Regions from separate parts of the Dromaius novaehollandiae genome. Here region 1 is linked to region 2. A link is a contact called in public Hi-C data. All regions are on one chromosome and are shown on one strand. Each heading gives the region's core, a stretch centred on a gene start, on an enhancer-like site or on the middle of the called end of the contact. The rest is flanking DNA. Distances are from core to core; before and after follow the strand shown.

Evidence for each region. A called contact is a pair of places that touch in the nucleus more often than the background predicts.
Region 1: a Hi-C map of brain shows a contact between it and region 2, with 2.8 times the contacts expected there. The contact joins the enhancer-like site here to the promoter of LOC112993699 in region 2. A contact is called at or near these places in 3 of 4 Hi-C or Micro-C datasets (brain, liver and ovary).

What each region holds. Positions count from the first base shown.
Region 1 is chr9:12,745,838-12,751,216 of bDroNov1.hap1, forward strand. No RefSeq gene overlaps it. Among named protein-coding and RNA genes, the nearest start is that of NMUR1, 37 kb to the right of the region's middle. Within about 2 kb of position 1,989, at least 1 of the 2 cell types and tissues checked has open chromatin away from gene starts, as enhancers often do.
Region 2 is chr9:12,697,769-12,702,996 of bDroNov1.hap1, forward strand. LOC112993699 reads right to left here and starts at 2,106. Exons shown (of 2, transcript XM_064516742.1): 1 at 1,575-2,106. PTMA (prothymosin alpha) reads right to left here. Exons shown (of 5, transcript XM_064516743.1): 4 at 3,870-3,943; 5 at 2,207-3,101. The coding sequence ends at 3,054.

The DNA.
Region 1 (5,379 bases), core at 739-3,238, 48 kb after region 2:
AAGGAGCCCAGCCTGCCCTCATGGTGCCATAGCGAGGGCTCGCAGGGCACCACCTGGAAGTAAAATCTGCCTTTTTGGTAAGAAGAGAAGCAGAGGGCAGGCTCGACCACGGCTGGCTGGTGCCAAGCTCCTCAGTGAAGCCAGCCCGGCTTCCGTGCCTCAGTTTCCCCCTCTGCAGGACAACAAGTGCTAAGCTAGAGCTACCCACAAGTCTGACAGAAGAAGCAAGGATGGGCTAAGAGGCTTTGAAGAGTTTGGACTCCCTCTGGGAGCAAGGGAGGTCTCCTGTCCGTGCAGTACGTGGCAGCTCCTGCTCTGTTGGCACTGTCAGGGGGCTTTTTTATGGGGACACAAGGTGACAGCCACACAGCTCTGCACGGCATTGAGTGAAGAGTCACTGACTTAATCGGGCCGCCCGGACCCCGGACACTGTTACAAAACTGCCCCACGGCCTGTGAGGCTCCACGTGAAACGTTCTGGCAGGCTGCTACCCAGGGCCCGCTGCTGGGGGCAAGATCCGGCACCTGGGCGGGGAGCAGAGCGGATGCAGCAGCAGGCCCCGGCGAGGTGCTCGGCATGTGCCCCCTAACAAAGCGTGTGTGCAAGCGCTGCCGTTTCTGAAATTCAAAGCAAAAGAGGGGCTTGGGATTGGTGGTCCCGGCGGCGCCCGCCCCTCCTGCCTCCGCAGGGCGCCCTGCTTCCCCGGAGAGCCCTCCCCTTCCCGGGCTGGCAGGAGCGGACCCCGGCCACCCTCCATCCCCGGAGCACCCATCCTGCCCAGCAGAGGGGCTCAGCTTGGCGCTGCCCCGCACGCACGGGCATGCACACACGTGTGCGCGCACACACACACACACACAGACGTGTGCACATGCACGTACCTGCTCCCCAGCCATGCCTGGCCCTGTTCGGTCGAGAAGGGGCCGAGAGCCTACTAAAAGCAGATGTGAGCAGCACTCCTTGCATGTTAAAAGCACCGGGCTGAAGCGCGAGGAGGTGGGAAACTCTTTCCGTGTTAGCATGGAGTTTTGCACAGTTTCAGACACCAGACAGAAACGTGTTTCTGGCCCGGGAAACTGCCCCGGCCCCGCTGCTGGTATGAACACCCCGAAACCCGGCTCTGAGCGTGCCCGGGGCTGCGCTCGGCCGCTCTGCAGCAGGCAGGGCTCCCCGCTGACCCCCCGAAGCGCAGATGCCCTGGCCGGGCTTGCGTTAAGGCCTCGCCGAGCAGCGGCCGGGGCCGCACCGTGTGCGCTGGCGCGGGTGGTCTCCCCGCAGCCCCGGCCCTCCTCGGCCCCTCGCAGCCCTGCCGCGAGCCCCGCTCAAACCACTGGAGGGGGACGGGGCTGGGGGGCGGCAGCCCGGGCCGAGGGGCCGGGTTGCTCGGTACAAGAATACCCCCTGCCGACGAGCGGGAAGAACACAGCTCCCCGCAAACCCCCCAGAAAGGGGCCTGCGGCAAGCGGGGCCGCGGGGCAGCCCGGGGGCCAAGGCCGGACCCGCGGGGAGGAGCGGGGGCAGCGAGGGGGCTGCAGAGGGGAGGTGCCGGCGAAGCGCCGCTCTCGTGAATAACCGCCTGTCTCTGCTTTGCCAGGCCCGGCATTAGCAGGTTTTTTCCACCAGCGGCTTGTGGTTTGCAGGCGAGCGAGGCCTTTCCCGCGGCACCGCGCACAGCCGCACGCTGCCGGGGCCGGAGCTGGGCCGCTCGCACGCCCAGGCTGGCAGTGCTGCGGGTACCGGCAGGTACCGGGGGGGGGGGGGGGGGGGTCGGGGGGGCCGCTTAGGGCAAGGCCGGACTCGCTTTTTCCAGCGGTTGGGGCTCTTTCTCACTTTCTGCTTCGCGGTTTGCTTTGCTTTTTTAAAAAAAAATCTTTTTCTTTTTCCACCCCCCCTTCGCCGTGGAGGGGGGGGACCAGGCAGCAGCCCTGCCTCGGCCCAGCCAATCAGGGCCGTGTGGGGCTGGGGGAATCGGGACGCCGGGCTTTAAAAGCGGAGCCTTTGTGTGCGGGAGCCCCGGCGGGGCGCGGCAGGGACAGGGGCCGGGAGCGGACCGGGACCGGGATGCCCCGCCGCGGCGCCCCGCGCTCGGCCGCCTGCAGGAGCGCTGCGCCCTGCGGGGGACGCGGCCGCCGCGGTGCCGGGGCGAGGGACGCTCGCTCTCTCGGCAGGTATTTGTCAGCCTCTTTCCCCGCACCCGAATAAACATGCGGCAGCCGGGGCTCGCCCCGCTCGCTGTTTTGCCGGGGCTCGTTGTTTAGCTGCCTGTTTCCTTCCTCCTTTGCACCTGCGGGTGACGGCGGGGTCTGCGGGGAGCTGGGTGCGCTGTGCCGGGGGGGGGGCGGCTCGGTGGGGGTGGCCGAGGGCAGCGGCGGGGCGGTCGGAGCTCGCTCGGGACGGCGCGGCTGCCGCGGGGCGAGCACAGAGCTGCCCCCTGTTGTTGCAGGGTCGCTGGGGAGCGGTGCCGAGCGCGCTGGCCTGCTGCCTCTGCCCCGGGGCGGCTGCTTCACGCTGCCTGCCCCCCCCTCCCCCCCGAGCCTGCTGGCCGGAGCATGGGGGGCCTGGCCGGCTGCGCCGCGGTGTCGGGCGGAGGGGAGCCGGGTCGGGCTGTGCCTGCGGCAGCCGGGGTGGGCAGAGCTGCCGGGAAGGTCGGGGACTGCAGGGTGACTGGCTCTGCCCCACTCTGCTGCATGGCTGTGGACAGGCACACAGCCTGTGCCTCAGTTTCCCCACCTGGAAACAGAGTGGCTTCATCCTGTTCCTTTTCCTCCCACCCTGGAAAACCCCTTTGGAAAGTGACCTGCAGCCTAGCTCAGCCTCTTCCTGGGTGTTGGCTTTGGGGGTGGCTTGGACCTGCTGGGGAGTATCCCTGCAGCCCCCACTGCCCAGGTGCCGGCAGCTGCAGCCCCAGGCAGCAGCACGCAGCCACCTGGCCCGGCCTGCCGCAGCAGAGCTGCTGAGGCAGCTGCAGCGTTGCTGACCCCAGGCCCCCCTGTCTTCCAGCCCTTGACCCCGGTGCTGCTGTGTGAGCCAGGGCTCCAGCTTGCTGGGCCCTGTCCTAGAAACTGGAAAAACTCCTGCCTGGGCTGAATGGGATCAGTGTGGGCCTGCTGATGGCACGATGGGTCCCAGATCTGGCCTGTGCCCCCCTCTCCTGTGTGGCCTGGGCTGCAGCAGGGGAGAGCAGGTTTGTTTCCAAACAGTCCTGCTGCTGCCCGCCAGTCCTGCCCCTGCGCCCTGGGCCGGGAGGGGATGCGCTGGGGGCACGGGCTGGGGAGGTGAGGTGTCAGGCAGGTGGTGGAGGGAGTGGCGCAGGGCCTGGGGTCCCTGCAGTGCTGCATTTGCTCTCTGCCCTGCCGGCTAGCAGGAGTCTGAGGGTGGCAGGGAAACAGCAGCCTTGGCGAGAAAGTATAAGAGGCCTCAACCTTTGAACTGTGGGAAATCACTGAGCAAACCATGGTGAACTTGAATGCCAGAGTGACGTTTCCATGCCAAAGCCACCAGCCCTGTGTGAGCAGAAGATGGAGATGTCTGTCACAGCAACATGAGACAGCCGCCCCACTGAATCACCTCTCTCCACCCCGGAGAACCAGCCCCGTCGTTACAGCGATGTGACCCTTGCATTGCTGGTTAGAGCGTGGCTGAGCACCCATGCAGCTTGATGCACCCTGCCTAGGTTTGCAGTCTCCCCCGCGGCATCGCCAGCTGCCACGGAGGACATGTGAGAGCCGTTGTGAAGGATGGCAATGCACCTGCCTGGGGATGCTCTCTGCCATCTGGAAAGGGGCTGAGCCCTGGGCTGGGGGGATGAGGGCAGGCAGCAGGGCAGGCGCTCGCGAGCCACCCTGCGCGCAGGCTGTTTGCAAAAAGCCGTTGGTGTGGCTGTTTGCATGAGTGAGACCGAGACCTGGGGTTGACCGCAGCCGCCTCAAGGGTCTGCTGCGCGAGGAGCTCGGCCCTCTTCCCCTGCGCGAGCCGTTGCGCAAACTGCCTGGAGCCAGGAAACCGGTCGAAGGGCCGCTGAGGGCAGAGAAGTGAGTCTGAATTTCCCTTCCTTCCTTCCTCCTGAGTCACTGCAGCTGACTTTCCTGGCTCAGGGCTCCTGACCCTGTGTGTCTTCAGGGGACACCCCTGTGGCATCTCCACTGTGGCTGGGCTGGAGATGAGCCCTTTGGGAACAGAGGGGCTAGAAAGCAGGCTGGGTGTCACTGAGCCTGAGATGTCCAAGGATTTGGGCCCCAAGGGTTGGTCTCCTGAATATCACCCTGGTTTCTCCCTTGTGGCATGTTCCTGGTGGTACTTTAGGTTAGTATTTGGTTCAGGGAGACTGCTGTTCCCCAGGGGCAGAGGGTGCAAGTGGGCTCCCCAATGCTTTGCCCTAGGTAGTCCTTTTCCACCACGTCCTTCATCAAAACTGCCTCGGCAATAGCAGGGGACCGTGTCACTGTCTGCCCCGTCAGAGGCTGCCCGAAAACCCTGCTTGCGCCTGCCAAAGTACAAGCACGCTGGTGCGGCGGCATCATGTCCCTGTCGAGCTCTGTCTTTCTGCACCCTGTTTGCACCCGGGGACACAGGGGCCCAAGGGACCTGTCCCCTGTGGTGTGATAGGCGCAGCTGGTGGCTCTCCCCTGGGAAGCAGGTGCCCGGCACCCTGCGATTTCACATGCAAATAGTGGCTTGGCTGGGCGACAGCTGCCTCCCTGTCAGATACAAAAGGCGTCGCGTTGTCTGCCACGGAGGAGGAAGCATGTGCGCATGTAAACAAGACAGCCCTGGCACTGCTGCTCTCCCAGCAAGGGCTGTGAAAGTGCAACCAGGGTTAGTCCCGGTTCCTCACCCTGCAGGAAAGACAAGCCAGCCCAGCCCTGAGCGGTGGACACCCGCCAAACCTGGCACCCCAGGGCGGCCACCTCTGCAACGTCCCTCCTCCCTGCAGAGCCGGCCGCAAGTCAGTGCATGGGGCGTGAGCAGCCCTGTGTAGAGGAGCAAAGCCTGGACCTCAGAGCAGACTGTGGCACCTGGCCTGCAAGGAAAGGGGACAAGCTCACCCCATGCCTGGCCCAGCAGGGGGAAGAAAACTAGTTTATTTTGCAGTTTAAAGCCTCCCACGGCAGCACGCTCTGCCCCAGTGCCTGCCGGCAGGGCCCTGGCAGACAGACTGCCCCGGCTCCTTGGGGTGCAGCAAAACACCAGGGAGGAGATACCGTGTGCCATGGAAATGGCCTGGTGGCAAGGAGCTGCTGCTCTTCTGTGCCCACCGCCTGATCCACACGTAACCCCACTGCCCTGCTGGCAGATTCCCCCCAGGAGGGGTGTTTAGCTGAGCTCTGCCCTTGGAGTGCCCGGGTTGGAGCTGGCTTGTGAGCCTCTGCCCCCCCAAATCGC
Region 2 (5,228 bases), core at 856-3,355:
AGGTCTCAGCCCCACAGCAGCCCATTGGTATAAAGCCAGGCCCCAGGAGCCTTGTGCTGGCTGTGCATCCTGGATCTTTGGGTCTCGGTGACATGGGGAGAACCTGCTCTTACCCGCTCCTGAGCTGCAGAAACTTATTTGAATAATTTACCTTGCGAATTTGCAAGCAGCAGCTTTAACAAGGCAGCGGGGGAGCCCATCGTCTTGCACAAGCCCCACGTGGGGCACAGCAAGGCCCCAGGCAGCCTTCGGGAGCTAAAGCCCGAGGGTGCAGAGGCTTGTGCCATCGCGGGCCTGGGCACAGGTGCTCTTCCCACCCCGCAGAGCACGGCAAGAGCAGACGTGCCGCCACTGGGAGATGGTTGCCTGGGCACAGAGAGCAGCCTGCGTGCAGCACAGGGGCTGGTGGCCCCCAGGCTGCCTCTGCACCTCTGCTCAGCAGCAGCAACCCAGGCCACAACCCCATCCTTGGGGGATCCATCCCTGCTGTGAAGTGGCAATCGGATCGCCTAGCAGGGAAATGCAGGCACACGCCTGACGGAGCCGCACGCTGCAGGCGTCTCGGTCCCTCCCTCAGCCGCCTGCGTCCCTCCCACAGCACCAGCTCTGGAGCACGCGCCTCTGCTCCATGACAAAGCGCGCTCGGCAGAACGGTGGCACTTGGCGGTGCTCTTTGCCATGCCCACGTTGTCACGTCCTTTCAGGAGCATCACAGCACCCGCTTATCAAATCTATGGCTAGCCTGCAGCCCTGCTGGAGCCAGGCGACAAGCATGGCTGGATGAGGCCTGAGAAGCAAGGCTGTAAATCTGATAAGCTATCAGCTAGCACTACGATTAAGTTGGATAATTAGGGACAAGGGCCCAGCTCTTGAGCTTATTTGCCACTGGTGTAAATACAGAGTAAGAGACAGGGCTGCTCCTGGGGATCAGGAGGAGCTGTGAGCCTTGCAGCCGGTGTATTAAAACACACTACAGTTTCTTTTTTTCTAACAACAATCAGCCCCAGCATCTCAAGACTAAGTGCCAGGATTGAAGTGCAAGCACAGGAAATGAGATCATCTGGCAAGGCTTTGTCACAGCCCAGGTCAACAGGGAAAGGGGAATTGCTCAAGCCACGCTGTGGATGCAGAGAAGGTTTCAGAGGAGCAGACACAAGACGGGTTCTTGCAAACAGTCTCTGCACACCTGGCAAAGCAGGCTGAGCTATTCTTAGCTCCAACACCCTAGAGGAGGGAGGAAAAGTTAGTTGGAGGAGGAAGGTTAGGAGCAAAGCAACAGAGCTCTTGGCTAAGTTACAGCATTTTAGGTTTTGTTTTGTTAAAGAAGAAAGAACCCTCCCGCCCCCCGGTTCCTCCTGTAGTCCCACCAAGAAACCCCCTGCTGACTTGTACACACTAGCAGCAGCCCTCGGGGACCAATTCTCACCGCTGCCCCATATCCCTGCTGAACCCCAGCCCTGGCAATGCTGTAAACAAGGCCCGCACTGCTGCAAGCAGCCACTCCCCAAACCCTCCCTGAGCAAGGGGAGGTGATTTGCACAGCCCCGGCACCCCGCAGCCAGAGGGTAACTCACCCATGGGCCAACAGGCAGCTGGAGCAGATGTTGCAAGGAAGCTTTTTTGGCTGGGTTTCTCGTCCCCTCTTCAAAAGCCCAAGGAGCTGCTCTGGAGCAAGTGGGAGCTTTTCTCCTATGATCTCCAGCAATTCTTAATTTCACAGGGACACCATGCAGAGCGGTGCCCTCACGGAGGCAGAAACTACCGAGCACCTCCAGACCCCGGGTGTACACTCACTCTCTTTTAAGCCATACCTTCAGCAGCTTTGCTAACTAACCTGTCCCTCCTAACCCTGAAGGCAGCTGGAAGATGCACGAGAAGGCAGGCTGGGGCGTCTGGTGGGGTTCGGACTGCAGACGCTCTCCCCGGAGCACAGCCGCGAGACCCCGCTGCCTTCCCTGCCGGGCAAACAGCAGCTCCCGTCGTCTTCTGCCAAGCAGCGCCGAGGCGGCACAGCCTGTGCTAGAGAAAACCAGGACCGAGGCGCCCAGACTCCCGTGTCACGGCTTCTGCCCCTCTGTCCTCTCTCAAACTCTTCCCTGCCCAAGTCCAAACCAAAGAAAGGAAGAAAGGAGAGAAAGAAGGGGAGAAAGAAATAAAAACTAAAACAAACAAAAACTAAAATAAAAAGCAGCAGTTGGGAGGCAGCTTTGTTAGGACAACTCAGCAAAATAAAATTCCGGTTTATTGTTGGACAACATTGTTTCACACATACATCAAACAGGCCAAAAAAAGAAAAAAATAAAAATAAACAGCAACTTCATAGACAGGAAAAAAAAAAAGAAAAAAGAAAAAAAAAACTTTTTATCTTTGGCCTTGCCACCTCATACAAACCACAATCTATGGTACAGCTAAAGTACATACACAAAAAAAGTTACTGGAATGCTCAGAATAAGATTGTAATTTTTTTTTTTTTGCATTTTTGTCTTTTTTTTTTTTTTTTTTTTTTTACAAGGTTTTGTTTTATTCTCCTTTGAGATAATGGTTTGGGCCTGGTCACACCACAAGTAAAGTCAGAAATAGGTAACAAGAGAGATATACACTTCAAAGCCCCCCTTTTGGTCAATCCGAGATCACTTAAAAATGGCGGACCTCCTAACAATATGTACAAAAATATAAAATGTAAATAAAAAATACAAACAAATTCTCCTTTAAAGTACTTTTAAGAAAGAAAGCAGGGCCTTGAAGTTTTGGTGCTTGGGTGGGGAGGGGGTCTGTGGGGGAATGGGGGTTTCTCTCCCCGCTAACGGGCGAATCGTTTTGTATGTTCATTAAATGGCAGCGCCGCGCTGGGGGGCAGGGGTGGGGGTTCACTCTACTTGGTGAGGATGACCACGGCGGAAGGTGGAGGAAGGGGTGCGTGTGTGTTTGTGTGTGTGGTGGGTGGGAAGGGTTGAGACGGGCAGGGGGAGAAGGGTCCCAAGGGTGAAGAGGATGCGCTGGCCTTTTTTGTTGTTTTCCTCCTTATTTAAAAAAAAATAATAATAATTTGCTGCCTAGTCATCTTCATCGGTTTTCTGCTTCTTGGGATCGACGTCGTCGTCCTAAGGGGAGAGCAAAGCCATTAGGGAGAGGGGCCAGGGACGGCTGCTGCGGGGCCGCCCAAGGTCCTGGTGAGACCCAATACACTGCTGGACGGGGTCCCAACGCAGCCCTGCTCGAGGGGCTGTGGACAGCACCAGCTGAGGACACCACCTCAGGCTCCACCACAGGATCCCTCACCCCAAGGGTCTGGGAGTGGTGCCTCCAGGGGAAGGCACCAGCACCTGCAGGTGGGGCCCCAAACAAAAGCAAGCCGTGGGGTGGGCTCTCCCTGCCCGGGGCCTGCTCCCACAGCCACATCAGGACAGAAACCCTGCCATGCCTCCATCTCCTCCTCCCCATCACCAAACAAGCTGGCTTGGGAGGCACCAAGACGCCCGTGGGGCTGCTTGGCAAAACCAAGGTGCGCAGAGAGGCAGGGGCTTCCTCAACACCCCAGGGATGACAGGTGACCACATCTCCCCCAATGCAAATGCCTCTCATCCAGCTCAGGGGACCCAAACACCCCTGCCCAGGCCCACCACAAGGATCCCTGCTCCTAGGCTCCCAGGTTCAGTGGCTCGCCCACACCCAGAGCAGACACCCCGCTAACCAGGACAGGGTATAAATGGAACTGGGCTGCATCCCCGAGGGCCAGGCCCCAGAGAGGTGCAGGGAGCAGGAAGCGCATGGGGAGTACGTTCAAGTCCCAGAGCCCAGCTTGGCATCTCCAGCCCACCAGCATCCCCCCAAACCCTCCCAGGACACAGGTGGCTCTGAGGCCTGCCTACCTCATCATCCTCAGCTGCCCGTTTGCCTGTAGCTCCCTCAGCTTCGTCATCTTCATCGCCGTCCTCCTCCTCACCTGCATGGGACAGGGGAAGGGGAGGAACATGAAACCTCTAGGGCAGCCTCATGCAAGACTGCAGAGGCTACAAAGGCAGATGAGGGCAGCAAAACGAAGCAGCCAGAGAAGGGCCCCCCTCTAACAGTAACTTGACCCACAACGCAGATCCCAAGGTTCTCTCTGGGCTCTCGGAGGGTTCAGCGCTGTGTACCTCTCCTCAGGTTTACAGCCCCACACTGCAACATCCAGGGTCCCTTTCTTTAAAGCTAGCACAGTCTCTTATCACAGCAGCAGGTGCCTGAGAAACAAGAGGTTTTCGGGGCATCCCCCAGATGACCGAATCCCCAGTCAACTGGGGAACAGTCAAGGGGGCTTCCCTTTGTCATGGGAAGGATTTAACTCCATCAAGCCTGGCTCATATCACATTTGTACAACAGGCAACAGACTGCAAAGCCTACACCTTCACTGAGCGCTGAAATCACATTACAAGAAAGTAAGCAAAAAAAAAAAAAAAGAAAGAAAAAAAAGAAAAGAAACTCTTTCTAGTGGCTGCTCCGCCTAACTGCTCCAGATCTCCAGATTACTTCTGCTTCCCTTCGCAGCTATTAGTCCATCTTTAATGAGTTAAGAGAGCCAGAATGCATTAGTTCTGAGTCAGAACACTTTCTAATTATCAGAACAGCAAACAAACGCTACCAACTTATCTTACAGCAAGAGAGAGGAGGATGAGCAGAGAGCTCTGGGCTTTGACCCACTTTGAGCTCAAATAGGCCAGTGGATCAGAACGACTCAACTGAGCATTTCATGTTTGACCAGTTGTTTTTTTTTTTTTTGGTTTTTTTTTTGGGGGGGGGGGGGGGGTGTCAGGGGGGAAGATCGGAGGCCCCGGAGGAACAACCACTCAGCTGCGAAGAAGTCCCTTGCGTAACAGGAGACTCTGCTAAAACTTATAGCGTTAAGGCCAGTAAGCTGGTTTTAAACCACCACGAGCTACACGCATAGACAGCCGGGGGGATTAAGGTCAGCCCATCCTCCCTTCCCTTCTCCTCTCCCTAGCATATACTTGGCCACAATGTGGCCCGTGCCTTGGGAACGGCAGGATTAGCTCCCAGCGATGGATCAACACCTTGCCAGCCATCACATGTGTGGGGCTGGCCAGTGGGTCAGGTGACAAAACAAGCTGATTGGGAGCATTTTTAGTTCTTTGAGCTGCTTTAAGCAAAGCAAATAATGAGATGGGATGGGGAGAAGGGTGAGAAAAATATACCCTCAGCTCCCCTGTGCTGTCAAACTCAGGGCAGGA